2 separate regions of the Lactuca sativa genome follow, and region 2 is linked to region 1. The links are chromatin contacts, called in public Hi-C maps. All regions are on one chromosome and are shown on one strand. Each heading gives the region's core, a stretch centred on a gene start, on an enhancer-like site or on the middle of the called end of the contact. The rest is flanking DNA. Distances are from core to core; before and after follow the strand shown. Region 1 holds the start of LOC111881583 (mitochondrial import receptor subunit TOM20). Region 2 holds the start of LOC111919349 (chlorophyll a-b binding protein, chloroplastic).

Region 1 (7,136 bases), core at 975-3,474:
ATCTGGATGATCGCATCTCTCTCTCACACACACACACACCATGATTTCCGCTTTATTTGACTATGATTTATTTTTGGATGAATGTTGACATACTCTGATTTCACTTATTATTTATTTATAAACATGTTTGGTTGATAGTTTTATTAATACAAAAATGAAATTTTTGGTTATAAATTTTGGGACGTTACAATCATTGTCAAAAATTAAAAAGTTTGATTAAAAATATAAATTGGTGTAAACCATAGTGACCGAAACTATAATTTACTCTATTAAATAAATCTCCATGCTATTTAATTATATAAATTTATAGTCATATATTTCTATATTAATAAAAGAACAGTTATTAGTGTCACTTATCATTTTCTCATAATTTATGTTTTTTTTTTTTTTCAAATGCTCTATAAAAAAAGGACAATTGTCATTTTCTCATCATTTTTTTATTTTTTAAAAAGTATTGATGTTAATAATAAGTTAGACAATTATTTATTTGATCTCTAATTTTTAGGTGAAATTTAAATTCGTCTTAAATAGTTTTGGTTATGATTGTCGATAAAATTTAATTATTTTTGTAACCGTAGTTCCCACGATATATAAATTAGTTTAATTAAATATATTATAAGTTTAAATAAAAAAGTTTTGAAGTTAACTCAACACAATCTAATATTTTTACGTTTATTAGAAACTTTATCTATGTTAATTAACCCCGGCAATCCAATTACCAATTTAATAATTTATCACATCCGAGCATTTTGATATATATAATTAGGTACTAGTTGTGAGACTCATGTATTAAATGAGTTAAATTAAAAAAAAGGTAAATATAAATGTCAAAATATTTGAGAACTTTGAATTTATAAGAAAAAAATAATTAATTATTATAATTGAAATGTTTTTTATCTATTAAATTTAGACAAATAATCTCCCTATCTAATAAAAGAATAGTTTTATTCTCCTTTTGACATGTGTCATCTTATTAAGTCTCCTAATTAATGCATATTTTATTCTCATTTTGCTATGTGTCATCATATTATATTTCCTAATTAATACATGACATTTGAAAACCTATTAATTCTCCATTTCAAATTTCAAAATTTAAATTTCTCACTCTAATTATATTAAATTAATAACATTAGAATAAAAATTAAAATAAACTTAATACACATTATAAAGTGATATAATTTCACATATTTATTTAAATCAATGATTAAAATTTATATCACTAAAAAAATCTCTTAATTAATAATTTATTTAAAATAATTGATTAATAATTTTTAGTTTTATTTTAAAAGTTTAATTAATTGTATAACCGTGATTCCCACGGGTTATAAACTAGTTTAAATAAATAAACAAAAGAAACTAATGAGCTTTAACTTGAAAATTTTAAAATTAAAAGGTAAGTTCATTAATGAATTGATATCTATTTATTATTATATTTATTGCAACTATTATATTAAAATATTATGTGAAATTTAATAAAATAGAAAATTCATAAAATGACGTGTGAAAAAAAATTAATTCAAAATAACCACAAAAAGAGTTGACCAATTTAATATGAAAAAATTTATGTAAAGAAAACATTTAAATTTCAATTTTACCAGCATAAGTTTAAAGATTTTACAAAATATAAAAAATATATAGATTGCATAAAAAATATAAATAAAATTTCTACCATATTTAAATATATACATGAGAAATCAAGTAGAAAAAATTATCAGAGTGATATTTGAGGTAAAATAAATGAACAAAATACAAAAAAAAAAAAAAAAAAAAATCATACATGAGTTTAAATAATATAAAAAGAAAAACAAAATATAATTTCAACCAAAAATTACTAATGAGTTAGGTTACTTGGATAAAATTCTATGTATTGTAAATTGTACTATAAATATATGTTTTGTATTACTTTTATATATTAATATATATCGGGGACGGGTCCAGGGTCGGGGATTAGGGGTATCCCCATCCCCATCCCCTTCCCCACTTTTTTTATTCGGGGATTCTCCATTCCCGATCAACTTGGGAATTTCCCGGTCAAAATGGGTGCGGGTTTTAGATTCCCATCTGGGAGCTTTTTCCTATTTATTCTAATATTAATATTTATTTTAAAGTTATTCAAACTATTGGATAAGATAAACCTTGAACTTTGATGGGCCTTGGATACGGCCGGCCCGATCACGTATGAAACGGAAAGACAACACACGTAGACATATAAGTAAAACCCTCTACTTCTCCACAGTTTCGTCTTCTTCATAAAGACATAAACCCTAGTCAGTTTTAATCATCGAAACAGGGATCCATCCATAACGATGGAACCAACTCAAAATGATTTAGAACGACTCATGATCTTTGAACATGCTCGTATCACCGCAGAAGCTGCATACGCCAAGAACCCTAACGATGTCGATGTAAGTTTCTTCATTTCTAAATTCATTTATCAGTTGTTTCTATTTGATATGTTGTTTCTGTTATTAATCTTATAGTTTGCTTAATTACTTATATGTGTATAATTTATGTCGATACGTACGTTTCTCGATTACACCCTGTTCTCTGCTTTTAAAATTACGGGAAAAAAAGCTAAAAAGAATTAAGTTTTAGCTGTCTTGTCTTCTTATGTTGGAAGTAAAATGATATTTTTACCTTTTTGCTCATAGCCATCCGAACTTCAAAATTTACAGATATAAGATGAGTGATTCCCCAACACGACATGATTGTTTTTGTATTGTCGAATTCATGAAATCAATTCAATTGTTGGAATATTAGATCCGAGAAACAACAATATGACTTGTTGTAATGATAACAGAATTTGACAAAATGGGGTGGAGTGCTACTGGAATTATCCCAATTTGGAGACATCAACGAATCAAAGAAGATGATCAAAGGTACTGTATGCAGAATTTCACATGAACACAACAATAATCAATTTATCAATTACTAAGAATTTGATAAACAAATTCAGATGCTGTTTCAAAGCTGGATGAAGCTCTATCCATCAATCCTGCAAAACATGAGGCTCTATGGTGCTTAGGAAACGCTTACACCACTCAAGGATTTCTAACCCCTGATCATGATGAAGCTCAGATTCAATTCGATCTTGCAGCTGAATTCTTCCAAAAGGCAGTAGACGAGGTTTTTTTTTTTTTTTTTTTTTTTTAATCTTTCCCTTTGATTTTTTTCATAAACATATTCGATTAATCTCAGAAATATCAATTGGTTTTTAGATCTAATTTTGAATGTTTATGATCTCGCACTTGTTGTCTCAGTGTCCAGGAAACGAACATTATCTTCAATCGTTGGCAAACTCTTCTAAGGTATTTCTAAATACATTTTAGGAATTCTTTTATACTCTTTCGTTTCATTAATAATTTTTTATAATGTTTCCAGGCATCTGATCTGCACAACGAGATCCACAAACAAGGAGGATTTGGTCAATCTCAACAGTCTTTGGGTGGAGGATCTACATCTACTACTACTACTACTACATTTTCAAATTCAAAGGTTGTATCAAATTAACCCAAATAAATAATATCAAAGTGTTATTTTATTTTTGGCTAATGTTTTGATTGTTTTTATGTGTTGTAGAAATCCTCAAAGAAGAAGAGCAGTGATTTAAAGTATGATATATTTGGGTGGATATTCCTTGCAGTTGGGGTTGTTACATTGATTGGAATGGCCAAATCTAACGTGCCAAAATAAGATTTTTTTTTTTTTTTTTTTTTTTTTTTTTTGGGTCCCATAGACACAAATGTTGTATCCTTTGCTCGATGTTAAATTCTTTTCAACTCCGTGTAATCATTAGTCCATTGAGATACAGTTTGGTGGTTTGTTCTATTACTGATAGCTTGTTCGAGAATTGTGTAGTGGATTAGTATTAGTTGCAATAGAAGGGCTTGTTTCAGTTGAATAATTTACTAACTTAGTTGAAGATGTTGTTTCGTTTGAGTGCTATACAAATTAGATTATTACATCTTGCTAATAATTTTGGTAAACCCAAAAATACTTTAAGCAATAATATTGGATAGCAAGTTGAATGTGCACAAGTTTATACTTGCTTAATTGTATTATAGTTGAAGTTATATAGTTCTCTAAATTCCACCTTTTTAATTTAGGTACATACACATAAAACATGATATTTTTGTATACTTTTTATTAGGCTTTGTTTGCATTAGAAATTTAGAATCATATATGAGCGAATCAAAATTTATCATTTTATGGGCTCGACTTCGAAATCCATGATAAACATAAGATAAGATAAAAGTAATATTTCAAACCAACTTCATAGTTGGCTTTAACCAATTTCTTGCAAAGTTTCGATTTAGGGTTTTAGGTTTAGTACCCACATTTGAGCAACTACATATAAAATAATAGTATTATTTTCTTGCAAAGTTTCGATTCTTTGTGACCAAGTCGCTCAAAGGGAAGATGGTGTGTTGTTTTCAAAAGTTTCACATCTATTTTTTACATTAAGAAAAAAATTTAAAACATATCCATATTGGAAAAATAATTGGACGCTTATAGAAAACTCTTGAAGTTTGAACATGACGTGTACTGTTTAATAGAAAACACTAGAAGTTTGAACATGACGTTTATATGTTTAATGGATGAGTAATCAAATAGATTTCTATTTTTTACTTCCAAGGCCTTCCGGAATCGTGATATGCGTGTCATCGGAGTAAACACCGCCCTAAGGATGACGCTGTCAATTTTATTGTGGTTGGCCGAAGTACGAACTATGTTCTTGACGGAGACAACGTCATTTGACCGTTTAAATAATAATATATATATTTTTTTAATCTTTACAAGCATTATAAATACCATATACCACTTTCATAAAATTCACTCTATTTACTAAATATTTTATACACACACAATTCAATTATAGAAATAATTCATAATCATCTTCGGATGAAGATGGTGTTTTTTTTTTCCAACGCATTCCTTCAAGTGACTACTACAATGTTCAATGGTGAAAGTTCCAATGCCCTCAAGAGAAGTAAAAGATATCTAAATAAGGATTGTGAAGTTGCAAACGAACATCTTGTACAAGATTATTTTGTCGATGATTTTTTGTACGATAATTATAAGATGGGTTATTGTCACTATGACCCAACTATCTTTCGTATATTGGTTTAAATGGTCCATTGAGATTATTTTTTTGCTTTTAAAGGGCTTATACTTGTCATTTTATGGTTTAAAAGGTCACATTTCTAGATTTGAAGGGTGCAACCGGTCACACCCATCCGACTATGACGTTTTTTTATTCCACCTCAATGCCAAGTAGATTAAATATGTCAGGTCATTGCCACGTGTTATGTCACTAAATGAAACTTATATCCGTTTAAACCCTCTCAACTGTCCCTTTCATTTATTATGCTACCATTTGCATTCGTATACTTTTTTCAAACCGTGATTGACACGAATCTGTTTCTTAAACTCTTCCTGAAATCGGCCAACATAATCAATCCTATGGTTGTCTACATGAAGATAGATCTCCATTTTGCTGGAATTTTTACGAGGTACCCCGCTATTTGTTACTCAGATGGTGCAGAACAAAGGTTCGATGATATCGATTTTGCTGGAATGGACAAGAACGAGTTTGTGGGGTTCATTCAAAGATTCGCTAATGAGGTATGCATCAATGTTTACTTTTGCATGCCCGATGTGGTGTTCCCTGATGGATTGAGGTTAATAGCTACTGATATAGAGTATATGGACTTCATCGAAGTAGGATATGCTTCTGGTAGTGTTATTAATGTATACATAGACCATCTTGGTGTTAATGTACATCAATGGATCCATGAGGAGCAAGGCGAAATATGCAGTTCATTAGATGAATTATCTGATAGAATTGAAGTTGGTGAAGAAGTGTAAGGTGGTATGGATATGGATGATGGAATTGAAAATTAAGGATTTTTTGGGTCATAGTTGGCAAGGTGTTACGGAGGATTTGCAAGGCACTAGGGAAGAGTTGCAAGATGGGGAAGGTGATGGCATTAACATTGAAGTTGAGAATGATCAAGGTGATATGGAGGATCTACAAGGTAGTAGGGAGGATTGGCAAGTTAAGGAAGAAGATGGCATTGACTTGGAAGTTGACAATGAAGCTGATGAATGTATTCCTATGAATAAGACAAAAGATGATGAGTTTTTGAGCAAACTGTGCCCAAAGGACCAAGTTACCCCTGACAGTCCTGCTCATGAAGAGCTATATGAGCATGTAGTCGATGATGAAGTAATATCTAATGAGCAAGCTATTTATAATGACAATGTTCATTGGAAAAAACAGAAGCCTGTATTAGGTATGAGATTTGTGAATCCTAAACAACCGAAACACATGCTGTGTAACTATGCTGTTGCAAATGGTTGTCAGTTATGCTACAAGAAAATGATAGCAGGAGACTTTTAGTGAAATGTTGTTCCAGTGCTTGCAAGTTTAGATTGTGGGCATCTTGGATGAGTGAAGAAAAATCTTTCCAAATCAAGAGTCTCATAAATGAGCATAAATGTGCAAGAAACTTCAAATTAGGTTCAGTTGTCAACTATGCTTGGATAGGTACCCATTACACCACCCAATTCTTACAGAAACAAAAAGTTAGTGTTAGGTTCCTTAGGGACGAGGTTAAAGAGAAATTTGGGATAGATGTAAGTATGGGACAGTGTAGAAGAGCTAAGAAGTATGCAATTGAGTTGATTGAGGGAACATTAGTGGATCACTATGCAAAGCTATGGTCATATGGTGAGGAGATAAGAAGATCAAATCCTGGATCAACAGTCAAAATGGATGTCAATGCTATGCCAGATGGTAAGACTTATTTTAGCAAGTTTTACATTTGTTTTGATGGCCTAAAGCAAGGGTGGAGAGGGAGTTGCAGAAGAATTATAAATTTGGATGGGTGTTTCTTAAAGGGTTTATGTTCAGGAGAGCTAATTGTTGCTGTAGGAAGGGATGCTAATAATCACATATTCCCAATTGCATGGGCAGTTGCACGTGTAGAAAACAAAGCAAATTGGAAATGGTTCTTGGAAAATCTAAAAGATGACCTTCATCTAGAGGATGGTTTTGGTATATCATTGATGTCGGATCAACACAAGGTATGTCATATACTTACAACTTTTATATATTTCACAATTAAGTTACA
Region 2 (7,023 bases), core at 1,715-4,214, 260 kb after region 1:
CACCAAAAAAAGCATGCCAAATCCAAAGATCCTATGATGCAACAGCTTCAAGTATGAATGTCGAGTGACCCTTATCACCCTGTGTAAATTGCCCTTGACATGCATTAGGACAACTACCTCAAACCCAATGAAGACAATCTAAACTTCCAAGCATACCAAGAAAGCCATGAACACTAGCATGATGAACATATAATGATTGAACATCAGTAAAAGTGGGTTTATGCAAATACCTTGGACCGTAAATAATGACAACGCATCTGCAAAACTCATCTAAACTATCCGTAGTTACACGCTCAGATATTTGAAAATATTCATCCCATGAATCAGAAACAGAACCGTGAGCTAATTGACGAACCACAACTGTGCATTTTTGTATTTCTGAAAATCCATCGGCACCTCTTGCATCTGACATTGTCTAATATATTTAGAAATGTTAGTAACATCACCAACTATACGAAGAAATAAATGTTTTGTCATTCGGAATCGACGTCAAAACCGTTGTTCCCCTTAAACAAAATTTTCATCGAAATAGTGTGCCATTAGACGTATGTTTGCATCCCTACGATTTCTGAGAAGCATCTTCCGCGTCCTATGTTGGATTTCTTCTTCTTCTTCTTGTATCGTATCCATAATCACTTCCCATGATTTCATAACAGCCTGCCCAACGGTCAGCAACAACTTACAATTTTCTAATGAATTTGCCATTTTTATGAGATGATTTTTTAGAAATAATATAGATTTGAGTGAATATGTTTGGGTTTATGTTTATATATACATAGTAGTAAGGAAGGAAAATTAAAAAAAAAAAAAAAAAAAGAATAAATGCAGCAACGGTAAAAAAATACAGGAAAAAAGTGTACAACGTCTATTTTTTATTAAGTTTCACCATCGGTGGTATCTTACCATTGGCACTTCACCGGCGGTGTAAAATGAGGAGAGGAGCGGTGTTCACCGCCGATAAAGAGGTCCACATCGGACTACAGGCGGTGATATCCGCACGATACCCTTTAGTCTAATTGGCAAGGTAACAACAGTACAATGTATTGAATAATGGTTAGCATGGGAACTATTGTGGTTTCATTTTAGATTTTGTAATCAAATGGGTCAATTTTCGATAACTAATATTTCATTTAAAAATCTAAATTTCTAATAATTTATGTATACTTTGGTTGTTGGTATCTGTATCTTGTAAAAATAGAAATTTATGAAAATAGAACACAAAATTGGTGAGCAGCACATGGAAAATTTTTCATAGAAATATTTTTTTAACTCTTTATCTTAATTTCATAGAAATATTTTTTTAACTCTTTATCTTTCCCTAATTAATAAAAGAGATAGCAATATAATGCATGTCCTAATTAATCATCATAAGGTCAAATAAGTAGAAGATGATACACTTTCAAAAAAAAGTAGAAGAAGGTAAATTTTGAATTAAACAACGTGCTCCAACTATTCCCTGATATATGAATGTATCGTGGGTAAAGAGAAAGACAGAGCAAGAAGAAACGATGGCAGAGAAGACATCACAATGAAGAGAAGTGAACTAGAAGAGAAAATTGGTATAATATCCCCGGAAAGATGATGACAACGTATCAATCTCAAAACAAGATCACGACTCGAGATTTTAAATGTTGTATTTTGATTATTTGGAGGAGGGGTGACATGAACAACTATACATGTGGGTTGTCTACATAAGCGATTACATGGTTTTACAAATGACAGATAACATCGATTAAAAATTTAACAGTAACAAGGTTAACAATTTATATAATTTGGGACCTAATTTAAAGTTTTGTTGTATGCTTTGTATAAAAATAACATAATTGCATAAATCGGGAAAATGACTAAACTTCTAAGCAATTAACCCATTTAAAAAAAACAAACCATTTTTTATGATTATTTGATCCTTATATTTAGACTTTATAGTAATTGTTTTGAAAACATAAATACAAACACCCTTGTAATTGTTTTGAAAACATAAATACAAACACCCTTCTATTTAAACGTATATGACCTAAGCAAATTTAGCACAACTTAAATTTATATTGCTAACAGATAAACTTGTTAGTTATTGACATTTGACAATTTGAAGCATTTTTATTGTCCTTTTATGATAAAGATCAAAACCCCCTTAAAAAAGGAGAGAACCAAAACGAGAAATAACAAAATAATTACAAAACTTTTTGTGTTTGCACATAATAATTTGATCCAGGGAAGTTCTATACGATACTTGTAACTTTACAATAATAAGATGGCAAAGATTTGTAACTTCTATGATTGCAAATTATAGTGGTACAATGATAGTCAAGCACATGCCTTGATCATATATATACATGAAATAAAATCATGAAAAACATTAGATTATACGTAGTAGTAGTAGTAGTAGTAGAATCTATGTACTTAGAAAATTCGCTTCAAAAAGCTTTGATTTAAAATAAAGAATATGTGGGTCATTGTATAATTCGAATCACCAAATAGAGTAATAACTTGAAGATCTTTGTTTATCCAACATACATGAACCCCTCATTATAGAAATCCCAAATAGGTTGTTAGAGCTTATTTATAACTCCAATTTCCAACGTCATGTTTAGATAACCTAAAATAAAACTAGTACGTGTTGAAAGGCTGCCTTCAAGTGTTATCCATGATCCAATGGACTTCAAATACAAGTATTACGTGTCCAACGATGATGGCCCATGAAAAATAAAAACTTTATCAAAGATTTCTTGGCCTTCAGAATAGGGTCATCTCATCTGTCCTTCTTGGGTAAAAGACAAAATCGCCCTTAAGGATCCAGAATCCTGTGAGTGGGTTTTATCCTGAAAGCCACACGTAATTTACTACACGAACCACAAGTGTAAGTTTATCTGGTTACATATCAGCAAGAATAGATTCTGTTAGGGCCCACGTGGCAACCCGCACAGCCAATCACAGCATTCTTTCTTCTACTCCTATCCTTGGAGATAAGCTCATAACGCCTTACATTAACACACACCCCTTTCTTCCACACAAACCTACTCATTCTTCATCACTAATTCTTGAAGGCAAAGAATTGCAGAGACAACAATGGCTTCCACTGTCTGTGCTTCTTCAGCCATCGCAGCTGTTGCTTTCTCTTCTCCAGCGTAAGCTTCTTCAAATCTCTACCTTTCTACTTTGCATTTGCAATGTGGGTGCATTAAGTAATTGGGAATTTTGGTGTGCGATTATGTAGTTCACAGAAGAATGGATCTTTTGTTGGATCAACAAAGGCTTCCTTTCTTTGTGGGAAGAAACTAAGAGTTAGCAAGGTCACTGCACCAACCGTGGCACGATCTTCCGGGACAGTATGCGTTACCGCCGACCCCGAAAGACCCATTTGGTTCCCCGGCAGCACCCCTCCGGAATGGCTCGACGGCAGCCTACCAGGAGACTTCGGGTTCGATCCTCTTGGTCTAGGTAAGCATGATCATAGATTCATAGTTATGATTTCTGTTGATGATCTTTTTCAAAACAACAATAGTCAATAGATCATGGCAAGATTTGAAGATAATTAAATTACTTACTGATTCGAGGTCGAGTTTCTAAACTGTAGGATCCGACCCGGAGACCTTGAGGTGGAACGTGCAAGCGGAAATAGTACACTGCAGATGGGCTATGTTAGGAGCAGCTGGGATCTTCATCCCGGAATTCCTAACAAAAATCGGAATCCTAAACACTCCTTCATGGTACACAGCCGGTGAACAAGAGTACTTCACAGACAAAACCACACTGTTCATAGTGGAGCTTATTTTCATCGGTTGGGCAGAAGGAAGACGATGGGCTGACATTCTCAAACCTGGGTGTGTTAACACCGATCCCATCTTCCCCAACAACAAGCTAACAGGTACAGATGTTGGGTACCCAGGTGGACTATGGTTCGACCCACTCGGATGGGGGAGTGGTTCACCTGCAAAGCTTAAGGAATTGAGGACAAAGGAGATCAAGAATGGGAGATTGGCTATGTTGGCTGTCATGGGTGCTTGGTTCCAAGCAATCTACACTGGAACTGGACCCATTGATAACCTCTTTGCTCACCTTGCTGACCCGGGTCACGCCACTATTTTTGCTGTAAGTACAAATCTTTAAACAACTAATTGAATTCGATGCAGACGAATTGGCTAATTAACTTTTTGCATGGGGTTTCAGGCATTCAAGGGTTAAATAGCAAGGGGTTGTTGAGATCATGATCTTCAGATGATGCTGGAGAGGGAAAATGGTGGATTTAACAGTTTTTGGCAAGTCATGTGTGTGTATCATTAGAAATTGTATCTTGTCTCTACTGTAGAAACTTAATGCAATGTACAAATACCTCTTTGAACTTAAAATGATTCAGATATATAAGCTTGTATGTTGGTAAAGTACTGCATAACTCTTGCCACCTGATACCCGAACCAAGGTATTTATTATCATTACACAAGGGAAACTTTGGTTTATGCTCTAATAACAATAGAAAAAAAAAATCATCTTTTCCAAATTTCAAAAAACAATTTTCCAAATTACAAAAAATAGTTCTAGCCCGATGATAAATGTGACACTCTATGACGTTTAGGTTGCAATTGTTAGTGATTTTAGTGTTATTAGACACTTTAGATGATTGAAATTTCACGGAGTACCGAATAAGATAATAGGTAAGTACACGTCTTTGTCAAGAGGTGTGGAGTACAAACAAGTGTAGGCTAGTAGTATCATGAACACACTACGAGGAATGAGGCCTATGTCGACAACACTTTCAGCCACTTTGCCAACTACATGTCGTCGGGAAAGCCTATACTGACGACTTGTCGTCTGTACAAAGTCATCGGTATAGCCCCATCGCTAAAAGTGGAAAATGTCATCGGGATAGATGTCGTAGAGCAACCAATGCCAACGACATGTCGTCTGCAAAGGTTCGTTGGGAGTGATTTTCAAGGAAAAAAAGTTTTATTATAAATCTATTTTGATGACATGTCGTCGAGACATGTTTAAGCAATCTAGACGACTTGTGGTCCGGAAAAGGAGGTGTAAGACGACTTGTGGTCTGGAAAATGAGGTGGAAGACAACTTTCGTTCTAGTAATAGAGACGACATGTCGTCGGTATAGATGAAACATTTATTACAGTTATAAAGCTATACTGATGAAATATTGTCGGTATATCCTTTTTTTAATATTTTTTTACAGATTTTGATGTATATACCAAACCTGTTTTTTAAAACAAATCAAACAGTATATATGCAGAATATTATCAAGCATTTAATAACCATAATAAATCATTAAAATTTTAAAAAAAAAATCTATTGCATAGCAAAATAACAAAAAAAAAGTCTTCAATAAACATTGTTCAAAAATAACATAAAAGATCAATCAGAATCTTTATTGTTCTCGTTCCCGTTCTCGTTCTCCTCAATCTCGTTGGTTGGTTCGGAGATATTATGTGGAAACATATTGGGATTAAATTGAAACATATTAGGATATATATACTAAAGTCCCAATATTTTCATTGATTTGACAAGAATGTTTTAAACTTTATTTTTTTTTTACAGTAAAATCCTAACTACCGACAGTTTTTAACACGTTTATCTAGTTTTTTTGGTTGGAAAATCTCCAGAAAAGTCCTAAAATTTTATTCTAATTTACGAAAAAGCCCCAAACTAAAATTTGTTTACGAAAAAGCATGAATTACCGGTAAAATGGCGATTTGACCCTTTTTTCCGGTTTACCGGTTTTATTACTTACATGTTTCACTAAAGTCTCATTATTTTACCATAATTTGTGAATAAGTCCCAAAATAAAATTTACTGATGATTTGACCCTTTATTCATGTAGCATATATTTTATCGGTTTCATTGCTGACTTAGACACCTAGTCATTAAATTAGCTGATAAGATGAATACGATGGGTTATATAATGTCACATTTACTGTAAATTTTGATATTCATCTCATCGGCTCATTTATGACTATGTATCTACGTCAACAATGAAACCAATAAAATATGTGTTTCCAAGAAAAAATGGCAGAAAATGAGTTGATGTCTGATGAGACGGATATATTGGGTTATATAAGATTAAATAAACAGTTTGATATTTCTTATAAACGTAAAAAATAACGCAGTTGTTGTTAGTTTATGTAATTATTGTAGTCTTCATTAGATGCATTTTATGTTCCAAAAAGATAAGCAATACATCAGGATATAAAGTTTTATACTAAACATAGCATTATATAACTCAACATATCCATCTCATCATCTCATTTAGTGACTAGGCGTCCGGGTTAGCAATGAAACCGGTAAATATATGTTACATAGAGCAAAGGGCCAAATCATCAGTAAATTTTATTTTGGGAATTATTCGCAAATTAGGGTAAAATAATGACTTTAGTGAAACAGGTAAGTAATAAAACCGATAAACCGGAAAAAAAGGGTCAAATCGCCATTTTTACTGGTAATTCATGTTTTTCCGTAAACAAAATTTAGTTTGGGACTTTTTTGTAAATTAGGGTAAAATTTTAGGATTTTTTTTTTGGAGATTTCCCTTTCCGGTTAGCCGGTAATTAGGACTTTACTGTCAAAAAAAAAAAATTAGGACTTTCGTATCAAATCATTGAAAATATTGAGACTTTAGTGTATTTTCGTAGTCGAAGAACTTTTAATTGTGATTTTCGTCGCAACACCACTGCTTTTCTTACCATCATCATCTTTACCCTAATACAATCACGATTATGGGAAACAAATGCAAAAGAAAGAGCGAGAGAAGGTCAAAAGACGTGTAAAACTTTCTTCTTGATTCGCCGCCAAATCTTGAACTGATAAGTGGGGACACATTGTATAAACACAAACAACACACTCATAGTCAAAAAGGTGTGAATGTGGAGAACGATAAGAATGACAATTTCATTTTTTCCGGTTTCTTAGTTCTCCATTTTTAGGACTGCAAAAAGTCAACACAACCATGATTCTTTCTTTCTTTCTTGATTATCTCCATTTTTTTTAATGTCGGTTTGTTGAGATTAAAAAAACTATTTAACA

Evidence for each region. A called contact is a pair of places that touch in the nucleus more often than the background predicts.
Region 2: a Hi-C map of bud shows a contact between it and region 1, with 9 times the contacts expected there. The contact joins the promoter of LOC111919349 here to the promoter of LOC111881583 in region 1. A contact is called at or near these places in 4 of 4 Hi-C or Micro-C datasets (bud, leaf and seed).

The regions. Positions count from the first base shown.
Region 1 is chr3:42,276,383-42,283,518 of Lsat_Salinas_v11, forward strand. LOC111881583 (mitochondrial import receptor subunit TOM20) reads left to right here and starts at 2,225. Exons shown (of 6, transcript XM_023877985.3): 1 at 2,225-2,405; 2 at 2,801-2,879; 3 at 2,957-3,126; 4 at 3,261-3,308; 5 at 3,382-3,495; 6 at 3,580-3,908. The coding sequence starts at 2,307. The coding sequence ends at 3,693.
Region 2 is chr3:42,540,114-42,547,136 of Lsat_Salinas_v11, forward strand. It overlaps LOC111919349 (chlorophyll a-b binding protein, chloroplastic), which reads left to right and starts at 2,965. Exons shown (of 4, transcript XM_023914940.3): 1 at 2,965-3,125; 2 at 3,215-3,438; 3 at 3,575-4,089; 4 at 4,168-4,379. The coding sequence starts at 3,067. The coding sequence ends at 4,182.